2 separate regions of the Hordeum vulgare genome follow, and region 1 is linked to region 2. A link is a contact called in public Hi-C data. All regions are on one chromosome and are shown on one strand. The core of a region is the stretch at or near the end of the contact, and the rest is flanking DNA. Distances in the headings are between cores, read along the strand shown. Region 1 has its middle 35 kb from the start of LOC123399801. Region 2 holds the start of LOC123399801 (bifunctional aspartokinase/homoserine dehydrogenase 2, chloroplastic).

Region 1 (6,346 bases), core at 2,265-4,764, 35 kb after region 2:
GCGCCATACCCCCTGCGCTCACGGTCGGAGCAGCAGCCACGCCGGGCCAATGCCCCAACCGGCACCGCCCGCCAGAAGAGCAGATCTAGCCGGGACGCACCGCCATCAACCTGCGCCACCGACCCCGAGGCTCCACGAGGTAGATCCGGTGCCATCTCCCTCCAGCAACCACCACTACCAACGAAGCACCAACGTCAGCCGGCCCGCGTCGCCACCCAAATCCAGGAGCCAGATCGGTTCGAGCCCGCCATGGCTCCAGGAGGCGTGCATCCCCAGCCTGCAGCCCGCCACACCGCCGACCTCGTCGCCCGTCGTCGCCGGATGAAGATCCACCGCGCCATCGCGCCCTGCCCCAGCGCGGCGCCTCGATCCATCGAGCTTGGCCCGCGCCTATCCCTGTGAGCAGGGAGACGAGGAGGCCCGCCGCCGCCGGCGACGGCCGGGCTTTGCCCGGGCGCGCCCTGTGTTGGTGGGAGGAGGAGGAGGAAGGAGAAGGCGGGGGGTGGGACCAGTGGCTAGGGTTCCCCCCGTCGCTCGCGGGAGCGAGGGAGGGAGGACTCCGGACGTCCCAAGGTAAATCAGGGTAGCTGATTTTCAATTCACGCATTAAGATTTTTTAAGAACAAAGCTTGGTGAGGAGGAGTACAAGCGCCCATCTCCCGAACCCGACCACTGATAGGGTTCCTCCCTCGCCCCCTCCCTCCCGCCCGCCGTCGTCGGTCGCCTTCGCGCCCTCCCACTGACGCCGGTCGATGGTCGCGCTCGTCTGGACAGCTGACCCCCTCCCCACCCTTCTCCCGATCCCGCCCTAGCGCCGCCTCCCCGGGAGACGGCCCGGACGGCGCGCACTGCTTCACCTCGTCGGCCTCCTCCTCCTCCCTTCCTCCTGCCGGCATCGGCGGGCGCCCCCGACCCTGGCCCGAGTGGTGTCGGTGACGGCGGGGCCTCCTGTACTCACGCGCGCATCTTCCCTTCCCGAGGCAGGGGGTGGCGGTGGTGATGCTCGGCTAGGCGGCCGCCCGGCAACCCGATGGTGGTGGATGGCGACGGGCGAGGTGGCGGCGTGGCTCCTTGGCAGCGGGGTGGCGTGGTTGTGCTGGGTGGCCGACGACGCGCCCCCAACCCAGATCTAGGCCCTGTGGGCCTCATTTGGGTCTTAGCAGGCCGCCCCCCTGGCGTGGCTTCGATGACTTCTGCGTGGTGAGGAGGAGGAGGAGCTCGGACGAGTGGCGGCGACGCCAATGGCGTGCCTGTTGCAGCGCGATGGCGGGTGCTTTACGGGCTTCAGAGGGTCCGGCTAGGCGTGTGGGCACACGGGCGTGGTATGCTCTCGCTATTGCGTCTGATCGGCTACCGTCATTGACGGTGGAGGTTGAGCCCTCCCACGTGCTGACGATGCTGCTGCTCCTAGTCCCGACTCTTATTCGTCGCCGTGAAGGATTCACCTCACGGTGCCATGGCGAGACGACGTGGGGGCTTCAAGACCGTGTTGGTGCAGGGTGGTGGTCGGTTTGGTGGCAAGCTCCGAAGCGCCCTAGGTGCAGGTTGGGATCGGGGGAAACCCGTGCCGGCTTGGCCGACACCGACACTGTGGCGCGTGCGGGTGCTGCTGGACCTTCCTGAAGGGCGTCGGGGGCTACCCTTTCTCTCGCTTCGTCAAGTACCGGGGGAAACCCTTGGCAGCAACGTCGTCATCGTCGCGGTCCTTCTTGAAGGTGTTGATTGATACCGACGCTTCAGGGTATTGGAGCTTGGTGGGAGATCCCCGAGGGGCGCAGTGGTTGCGAGGCTTCTTCGTTTTTATCGATGCGTCGTTGTCGGCGTTTGTTTCTTTTGTATTTTTTCTTTCGTTCCTTTTGGACGTGACTCTGCTACTTTCGCCCTAACACCTATCATTGGTTGTATTGGTTGGTTGTTTTATAATACAAAATGGAGAAAATCCTTTTTCGGAGCATCAGAAAAAATTCTACCATTGTCTCATCTTACACAATGTTAAAGATTTCAGTTGGAAAACGGAGTCTCAAATGGAAGACCAGCATCACTTTCTGTCCTCTGCGATAGAGCCTCTTGGATTATTTTTGGCGGCTTTCGTGCTTGAATTTATCCGGATAAATTCCCATTCGATGATTTCTTTTAAAATCAAAATTGAGCAATCATTTTCTTCATCCCAAAATAAGTATAAATTTAGTACATCTTTATACTAAATCAGCGATGTTTATTTTGAAACGGAGTGAGTATTTATTTTTAAGAGAACCAAAACTCCGTAATTCTATATATTTTTCTCTCCCTCTTTTTGGGTGGTTCGTGATTAACTCCGACGCCAAGTTTAAGACTTAAACTTGAGTGGTCTAGTTTCACCACAAAAAACATAATCTACGTTCAATTCGTTGTGCGATAGAGCTCTTGGATTATCTTCGCTATATTGCTTTTGTGCTCTAATTTATCGGATAAATTCCATTCCATGCATGACATTGCCTTTCCTTTTAAAGGCAAAATCGAGCCAAGGAAGTATTTATTTTCAAGAGGATCAAAACTAAGCAATTCTATTACTCCCTCCCTTCCTAAATATAAGACTTTGTAGAGATTTCACTATAGATTACATACGTAGCAAAATAAGTAAATCTATACTTTAAAATATGTTTATATACATCCGTATGTAGTCTATAGTGCAATCTCTACAAGGTCTTATATTTAGGAACGGAAGGAATATTATTTTTCCTCCCTCTCTTTTTGGGTGGTTGGTGATTGTTGGGCGATTTCGCCTCACCCCGTCTCATCCTTCTTTCCATCGTGATCGTGAGTGCTCCAAAAAAGACAGTGTGATGGTGGTGGCCGCCGTGGTCGTTTCTGCTCGGGGAAGAAACAGAGGCGGCCTCTGGTGGCCGCGGAACGCCCATTGGCTTTCTGGTCGCCCAGGCAGTTCTTGCGATAGAGCCAAGAGCTCGTGGCCATGCTATCTAGGCTAGGAGATACTTTTGCTGCAGTGCAGCCATGTGCCGGGGATCCGATCAATCCAAAGATCCAACGCAAACAGCACCAAAGACAATCAGCGCAACAACTTTCAAAAAAAATCAAAAAAATCAAAAAAATCAGCGCAAGGCAGATGCCAATCGCCTTGCCTTTACTTTATTATCATTTGACAGTCACTTCACATGCCTGTATTTTCTTTTCTACTGCATGTAGGCGTGCGTGTCGCTGCAAGCGTGGTTTTACCTTCGCTAATTGCGGAGCTAGGCTAGCTGCGCGGCGACAGTTTGGGTCACTCTAAAACTCACTGGTCACTGACTAGTACGTAAATTTACGCAGTGCTGCCTCTTCAGCAGAAGGAGGAGGCATGCTCGTGTCCTGCCCGATTATGTGTGTGTGGTTTGTGTTCTGAATGGTAAGGCTATCATGGGGCCTACAGAGTATATCTTGGTGGCTCGAGATTATTGTGTTCCAAGAGCAACGCCTCCTGGTTCAAGCGAGTGGCTGCGTCACTGCACCAACAGTCACTCGCGGCGCTAGAATTGGGACAAGCCCCCAGCCGCCCCGGCCCACATTCGAGCACTGTAGCACTATAGCTATGGTTGGGACATCTTCAAGGCAAACCGACAGCCACCCGCAACTGTTCGGACTGCCGAAAATCATCCAATACGATTTTATATAGGTCTGCAGGACGTTTGGACATAATTTCTCTCGTAAATTGGAGATAAATATGAGTAGTGTTTGCACGAGTTCGAACACGAGAAACGTCGCTATCCGACAACCCGGTCCATCCAATCCCCTTTTCCGGTCCCATTTCCTTGCACTCCGCCCCTTCTATCCCCTTGTTTTCTACCCTTCACCTCCGTCGCCGTTGCTCCTTGTACGTCTCCGGTAGTCAGAGATGTATTATCGGACGCCCGCAACCAACACCGACACGTCCGCCGCCGTCTATGACAGAGCTTTCCATCCTAGAGCCGTTTGTACCTAGGTACACTCCGTCCCCTTGTCGACAACCTTCATGGCGGCCACCATGTCGGGAGGTGTTCGATCAAATGCCATTGAGCTAACGCTATGTCATTTTTTAGTGTTCGGAGGATGGTGAGCTACTCAACCATGGAGGATGAGTTGTTGTGCGATGCGTGGCTGGCCGCATCTGTGGGAACCCCGACTTACGCGTCGAGATCGTCGAATGCACGTGTACAATGATCTTATATATCAATGCTCACTGAACACACAAATACTGAATAATAAGAGCTTACATATGAAATTAACGTCTGATACAATAAAGGACCGTCGCGGTCAAGTCTTACATAGATATGGCCAAGAAGGCCAATCACACCAACACAACTACTAGCGGAATACATGGTAGTAAACGGGAACCCATGCCATCAGCCTTAACCAACAGGCATTCTGAGTGGGAAGCGTCCTAGTTCGTGTGTCCGTCTCCGACGATGAATTCTTCTCCATACTCTGGTTCCTCCATGTTTTGTCAATAAAATAACCAGTGACAAACCAATGAGTACATTAAATGTACTCGCAAAAAGCCCAGGATATGGATAATGCAGTTGGTACGATAATAAAGTAATATGCAGCCTTTGCGGAAAGCGAATTTTAATTAAAAATGAGAATGGCCAATTACTTGTATGGATATGCATCATAAGCTAGATGGTAATCATGATAACGGTATATCACAAACTCCTTGTTGATATATGGAGTGGCCAGTACCGGGGCGGTGGTCTTTAGCTCGTGGAAGCTTTCTTCTCACTCCGACGTCCATTCAAACTTTTTGCCCTTCTTCAAGAGCTGAGTCATTGGTCGGGCGATGCGGGAGAACCCTTCCACGAACTCGCGGTAGTACCCCGGGAGTCCGAGGAAGCTTCTAACTTCCTGCACTTTTATTGGCGACTCCCAATTGGTTACCTTAGTAATCTTGGCGGGATCGACTGCCAATCCATCTGCCATCATGGTATGACCCAAGAATCCACCTTCGTGCAGCCAAAATTCGCACTTGCTAAACTTGGCATAAAGTTGGTGCTCTCGAAGTTTTTCCAATACCAGCCTCACGTGTTTCTCATGCTCTTCTTCGTACTTGGAGAGGATTAATATGTCATCGATGAAGACGACAACAAACTTGTTCGGGTATTTCATGAAGACTTTGTTCATGAGGTACATGAACTATGTTGGGGCATTGGTCAACCCAAACGACATGACCGTGCACTCGTATAGACGTACCGGGCCACGAATGTCGTCTTAGGTATGTCCTCAGGCCGAATCTTCAGTTGGTAGTACCCAGATCTAAGATCGATCTTGGAGAATACCTTGGCACCATTTAACTGGTCGAATAGGTCTTCAATCTTGGGGAGTGGGTACTGTACTTGTTCTTTATCGTGACTTCATTGAGGGAACGGTAATCGAAGTAGAGCTTGATAGTCCCGTCCTTCTTGGACACGAATAGAACAGGTGATCCCCAAGGTGAGGCACTTGGACGGGTGAATCCCTTCCTGAGCTGCTCGGCCAACTGCTTCTTCAACTCTGTCAGCTCCTCGGATCCCATCCTATAGGGCTTCTTATAGATAGGCCTTGACCCGGGCATGAGCTCAATGATGAACTCGATGTCTCGGTTAGGAGGCATCCCGGGCAGCTCCTCGGGAAAGACGTCCGGGTATTCACATACCACTGGTACTCGGTCCAACTCTTTTTCCGAAAGGCAATTAACCTGAGGGACTTGAGTGGAGGTAGGCTCAGGGACGTATTTGACTTTGACCCCTTGGTCATTTGTCATGGTAACAATCCTCTTAGCGCAGTCCAGTATGCTTTGGTGTTTGGACAACCAGTCAATACCAAGGATCAGGTCCAAGCCTTGCAACTTAAGGATGATGAGATCTGCTACGAAGTCTATCCCGTTAATGCTGATCCCAACACCTCTACATCCTAGGTTGGTCCATAACACTGTGAAAGGACGTGGATGTCGCCTAGAGGGGGGTGAATAGGCGCTTTAAAAATAATTATGGTTTAGGCTTGAACAAATGCGGAATAAAACTAACGTTTAATATGTCAAGCACAAAACCTAAAACAACTAGGCTCATCTATGTGCACCAACGACTTATGCTAAGCAAGATAAACAACTAAGTGATAGCAAGATATATGAGAAAAAACAATATGGCTATCACAAAGTAAAGTGCATAAGTAAAGGGTTCGGGTAAGAGATAACCGAGGCACGCGGAGACGATGATGTATCCCGAAGTTCACACCCTTGCGGATGCTAATCTCCGTTGGAGCCGTGTGGAGGAACAATGCTCCCCAAGATGCCACTAAGGCCACCGTAATCTCCTCACGCCCTCGCACAATGCAAGATGTCGTGATTCCACTAAGGGACCCT
Region 2 (6,150 bases), core at 47-2,546:
AAGAAGATACAACATGGTAACAAAAATCTACATTAACTAACTTATCTCCACTGGAAGTTCACAATCATGTTGTCGATGCAGAATGCATCAGTAGTAATCCATTTGTTTTATAACTTTAGTAGACTGGTATATGGGGCACAAGTTTCAAACTGTGACTGTGAAGATGAAAACGGTATGAAATGGGCATTTCTTGATCCATAGCTCGATGTTCATTACTTCGAATTCTGTTGGAAAACTCCAAGCAAATGAACTATCCATTTCATGCTTCCGGACCTTGCTTAAAAGATACAAACATCCTGACCAGGTCAAGACCACCTCCTAACGACTATCATTACACCATGTGTAAGAGTATGAGTATACATGGGTTGTTGTGTTCATACTAGTACGATGCCCACAAATCACATCTTAGATTGACTTGACTATTGATATACCCTTATTCAACAAGTTCCATTAGCAAATCATTACCCCCGACATTCAGAAATATGTGAAATTTTAAACATGGGCGCATTACCAACATAAACCTTTGACTGTTCCTTTTTATATTTGTATTTTTTTCTTTTACTTTTTATATTTGTATGTTAGTAAACAATTATTCTAAATATGTACTATGAAAATATTTTTCCTGGCAAAACTAATAATGCTATTTTCACCCAACCAATATAGGTTATAATAATTTTTCGTATATTGGTGGTCAGTGACTCGGTGTTAAAACAGTTTTGACTGCAGGCGTTAAAGGAAGCCATGCACTTGCCCAAAACAGAGGAAGTAATATCTTTGACAAGCTTAGATGCTGTCCATTTCTGTTCAATAAAATCAAGCAAGTCTATCCACGCCGTAGATAGCACAGATTCCTGATGTCTGCGCCTCATCAGAGCATCGTCATACTACCAAACACGTAAGCCCCGTTTACTAGGCAATCTAAACAATATCCCCCCAATGAAACCCAGGAAAATCGCGCCCACGGTCAATACATTATCAGCGTATAAGATCGCCGCCAGCACTCGACGTGGTCGAATCGGGGAGCGCCGTCGGAGCTAGTCGTGCCGCAGAAGGACCCTATCGACGCTAGCGGCCAAGGAAATGATGAGAGGTCACGAACCTGCCGGAGGCGGACGGCCGGAGCCTCCGTCGATGGGCGGCGGCTGTCGGGACGGGGCTCGCGACGGCGAGGCTCCGCATCTCGCGGCGGGGCGAGGCGGCGCGGAAGGCGGGGAGGAGAGGGGGCTCGGAGTGGCGAGGGAGGAGGCTACAACGGGGAAAGGCTAGACGCCAAAAACCCTGCTTTAACCCCCCGCGCGCAAGCCGCCGCTATCACGTTGTCGAAGCAAATATAATATTCACTGATCTTTTTGTTTTTTTTAGAAAATTCACGATTTATTTTTCTTTCTTAGTGTTCGCCCACCGGGCATGAAATACCGTCGCTTGGGGGCAAACCGGCACTAAAATCGGTTTGAAGGGGCTCGGGTTCCCACACGCCCCCAAGGTCCAAAATTTTCATGCTATTATTACACTAACTTGTTACCCATACTAACTAAAATACTCATATTATCAAAAATACCCATACTATCCGAGTTATTCATATCAAAAGTCGATGCATGCTCAGAATATTTTGGGTATTTTGGGTACCCGAACCAAAATTTTGGGTAATTTGGGTTCGGGTAATTTTTTGACAGAAATAATTTTGGTTTTCATTTTTGAATACCCGAATTACCCATAAACCGAACTACCCGAACCGAAATAACCAAAATACCCGAATGCCCAGGCTGACTTATGGAGATGCCTCTTCATAGCACCTATCTCACATAAGTGCACACCTAGCACGATTAAGCACTAGGCGTTCTGCTGTCGCCTAGGGCCTATGCATGCTTAAGCGCACGCCTAGGCATGTTTTTGGATCAAATTCGAAGAAATTGACTCGATTTTGAATGAAACTTAGGCGATTTCATTTAAATTTGTACAAATTAAAAAAGTACATAAAAACATTAAAAAAACTATGTCGCCGCCGTCGCCATCATGCGTGTTGTCCTTGCTACAGCCTTATGTGGATCATCGCTGCGGACGGGGGCGATTTGCGCCGGCGCCTCCTCGTCGCTGTCGTCGAGGATGATGACGCCACCCTCTTCGTGACTGCGACGTCGTGCGGCGATCTTCTCAAAAGCGCGGCGCTGACACTCCATCTCCTCCCGAACGTAGTCGTTGCACGACCACTTCAGGCCGATGTCAAGGTCGGCGGCCATCTCAACATGCTCGTGCTTGATGACCACCGGCGACGGCGTCATCTCCTTTTCCTTCTTCGGCCTGATCAGGCGAAGGTGGCCACAGGGAGGCGAAGGTTGGCGGCGGCCCTAGTTTATAACGAGGTTGCCACCATGGCCGCGGCGGCGCTCTGACGTCTCTTGGGGCTCGGCCTTCACGGTGGCGAGCTGCGGCGACGTGCCGAAGGAGCGGGAGGAGGACCCCGTCATTCGCCTCAGCAACCACGAGCTCCTGCTGCGACGCGAGAACGATGGCGCCGGGTACTTCAACAGCGGCTCGTTGCTGCCCTTGATGTGCTCGAGGACGGCGTGGAGCGTGCGCTCGGGGACGCCTCACCACCGACGGCGGACGTTAGAGTTGTGGTGCCCCCTTGGCGCCAGAAATCCGTTGGTGGAGGCAAGTTGGCCGGTGTGGCGGCGCTCGAAGTACGTCGTCCATAAAGGAAAGTTGTCGGTGGCGTATCTTTCTTCCTGCCGCGCATGCTCCAGCAAGGACGCCCGGATGCGCGTGACCTCACCGCGGCGTTCCACAACGGATGGTGGAGGGGCATGGGGACGCCTCCGCCGCTCAATCTCCAAGCGCCCGGCACGCCCATGTGTGGCAGCGCCGGGTAGTTGGCCTCGCGGAGGGCGTGCGTCTCCCACTCATGCAACATCCGGCGGTCGAAGTCGTTTGCAGCCACTCTGTCACCGGGGAACCTCTCCGCCATGGACTGGGGAAAGTTTCCGATGGCGAAGGCGAGAGAGACGGGAAAAGAGGATGGAGGACGGAGTGTGCGGCGAGCGGCAGCTACGCGCGGCTTTTATAGTGGGGAAGGGGCGGGAACGGTATGCACGCGTGGTGGGAAAGGGCGTGACGCGCGGCGGCGTGCCATCACTGCGCCGCCATACCTTGGAATCTGACGCATTGAATCGGCGCGGGAGTCAAGGCGACGAGGAGGGCGGACGTTCTCGGCGCAGAAGGAATTTGGCGCGATTTGTTTTCGCGCCTAATTTCTTTCCCCCAGCGCCCCCAGATGCCACCGCGTGATGGGTTCGGCCTCGGTTCGCCAGCGCCAATTTCGACCAAAACCGGCAAAAAACAAGGTCCTGGAGGCGCGAGTGGGTGGATTTTTTAGAACCGGCGACAAAAAAGAGTCCTGGGGGCCTGTTGGGGCCGCGACTGGAGATGCTCTTATGGCATCTCAAACACGCTAAGATGCAAACTGGCGCCCCCTCGGTTTGCGAATAGGGAGACCAATACTGAGGTGGCTATCCAATGTTGCTCACATATACTCCCCCGTTAGTATAAATTTTTGTAGAGATTTTAGTAAGAACTACTACGGATGAATATAGACATATTTTGGAGTATAGATCCGCTCTATTTGCTCCGTGTGTAGTCTCTATTGGAATCTCTATAAAGACTTATATTTAAAAACAAATGGAGTATTTCATTCATTATTTGAAAACCGGACGAACTTCATTCAAACCAGATTATATTCATATAAACCAGACGAGGACATTTACATTTCGGTCATATTTTAACTATAAAATATATCGTACTAAGGCAATACTAGTCTATCACCATCATCAGTGGATATACATTCCCACGTCATGGATATCCTAAACTAGTCTATGGCCAACCGCGATGAAACTTCTTTACCTTCCCCATGTCCAACACCCTGCTCATCGGACTGCCGTGAGCACCAAAGGTATATGCTTCAGCGCAAAGAACCGCTCATCGAGTGGCACCGGAGCGATATGCTTCTGCTAGAAGGAAGGGTGCCTGGGCAAGTCTCCGGTCGTGCACGTCGGCGATGTCGCAGCGGTGGCCATCGTGGGACCCAAGTTGCGACGTCCTCACATGTTCTACTTTTCCTCTTTGATGGCGGCAAGCGCGTACATGTTGGCCACCGTGTCGTTGATCTCCGCGAAGCAAGTTCTTTTTTCACCGGACGGGCACGGTTCCGCTAACATTGGCAGCGGATGGCATGGTCCTAGTCACGATAGGAGCGGTACGACACGTCCTCGCCCATGGCAACCATGATGCTCGTGTCGCCGTGCTCACTCGTGCGCCTGCCTGGAGCAACCCGCCACCCCACGGCAAGCAGGCTTGGAGCAGCGAGTTGTTGAACAACACGCTGCTTGGAGTGACCTGCTCTGCAAATTGGCGTGCAATGTCCTAGAGCGACGGGGGAGGTGAAGCTCAGAATTGCATGGCCCGTATCCGGCAAGCTCATCGGGGCATATAGTAGGCTTTTATGCCGGAGTACCCCTCTTCCTGCTCGTTGGATGCCATGGAGAGTATGGAGAGAATGGTGCAAGGAGGATATGGGAAGTGGAGGTGTGGTGTGATATTTTCTCTTGTGTCTACCATTGTTTAAATATAGGGTGGAGGCGTGGAGCCAACGTGTTGTGTTGTGTTTAATGTCGACCGACTAGCGAACAGACGTGTGCTTGGAGTAGGTTTCTTGGCACACGCGTGGGATTAATGAAGGAAGGGGGCAAACAACGCTCGTTTGAACACGGCGAGGATGCATTTTCATCCCGGCATGCAGCCGATGACGCTCTCTCGACGGCACGTTGATTTAATGCCGACAATGAGAGGTCGCATCCATTCTAGGATGGTGTCAATGTAGTATGAATGCGTGTAGCTGGCCATGAGCGGGAATGCACACGGGCAAGTGGGGAGGGTTTTGGGCGAGTAGGATAGTCATAAGCGGACATGGTAGCGGTCTGGATGCCCGCACCCCCCCCCCTCCCACACCCACACAAGCTTTTCTCCACTTTCGAAGCAAAAGCATGTTCAAACCGTTCGACGAACCGATACAGGACTTGTTGGATGCAACACACGTAACGCTGAAGTTTGGTACTCCCTCTGATTCATATTAATTATCTCTCACTTACAACAACGACAATAATGTGGATTGAAGGGAGTAGATCTTTTGACTACGTGTTGAAACTTGAAGATTCAAGAAGATATGAATATAAGCATGATTACAAAATAATTTCTAATACTTGTCCTATATTTGCTATCTACTTTTCACTATGCATATTTTTGTATCAGTATTGTGTAACATACACCTTTCCCTCTTGAGAGTTACTACCTGTGTCCCCGTGTCTTGCATTTTTGTATGGAGGTAGTACTTATTAAGTAAATAGGCAATTTTTTGATTAAATTAATGCAATAATAAGTCATGAACATGACGTAAACAGTACTAAGCACATACTGATATTGGATCATGCTATCGCGTACTAGACATGTAGTAGAAACATCTACGCGGATCACTAGTATGGCTAACACATTAATAAGCACGAGCGGGATAAGCGACTTATACCCTCTATTAGGCCAATTGGCTGTGGCGGCAGCCTCCTCGGTCGCCTTGTGATTAGCAGGAGTCTTCTCTACGGTGGCACGTTCAGCGTTAATGAACATGGTGACGATGGAGATGACACGGACGTAAACGTGGACGGACGGCGGCGAGCAGTCGCATAGTATCGCTCGCCAAAAACCTAATAGCCCCTTTCCCATATAGGATCCGGAGAGGCATGGTTTAGGAGGCCTGCTCTCCCGTCAACTGTGCACGCGGTAAATGGGATGGAGTCGTCGGTGACAGCAACAAGAAGAGGAGCGACAAGGGTGTGCGTGCATCATATGTGATCTATTCTCGTGGCGGCTAGGGTTGGTTGATGCCTCACATACATATGCATGTCCGGGTGGAGAGGCATGGGCTGGACCCATGTCTAAGTCGGTGAAGCCCACGATCAGACGTCTCGGATATGTGAAGCGTCTGTTATGGACTCTCCTTTCCTGACCGGAAAAAATAAGCGCATAAGTATGAGCCTGGCTCGGCTAGGCTCAATCCCGCAACATGAGGCATGGCGCGTCATGATGAGGCGTGGCGTGGCGAGGCGG

What was found. Hi-C and Micro-C count contacts between places; a contact is called where the count stands out from the background.
Region 1: a contact with region 2 is called in a Hi-C map of seedling, with 2.2 times the contacts expected there. The contact joins the enhancer-like site here to the promoter of LOC123399801 in region 2. A contact is called at or near these places in 2 of 6 Hi-C or Micro-C datasets (leaf and seedling).

What each region holds. Positions count from the first base shown.
Region 1 is chr5H:378,776,802-378,783,147 of MorexV3_pseudomolecules_assembly, forward strand. No RefSeq gene overlaps it. Among protein-coding and RNA genes, the nearest start is that of LOC123399801, 35 kb to the left of the region's middle. Within about 2 kb of position 3,515, at least 3 of the 3 cell types and tissues checked have open chromatin away from gene starts, as enhancers often do. A contact at or near this core is called in leaf and seedling, where this site is marked.
Region 2 is chr5H:378,743,670-378,749,819 of MorexV3_pseudomolecules_assembly, forward strand. LOC123399801 (bifunctional aspartokinase/homoserine dehydrogenase 2, chloroplastic) reads right to left here and starts at 1,297. Exons shown (of 19, transcript XM_045094183.1): 1 at 1,100-1,297. The coding sequence starts at 1,179.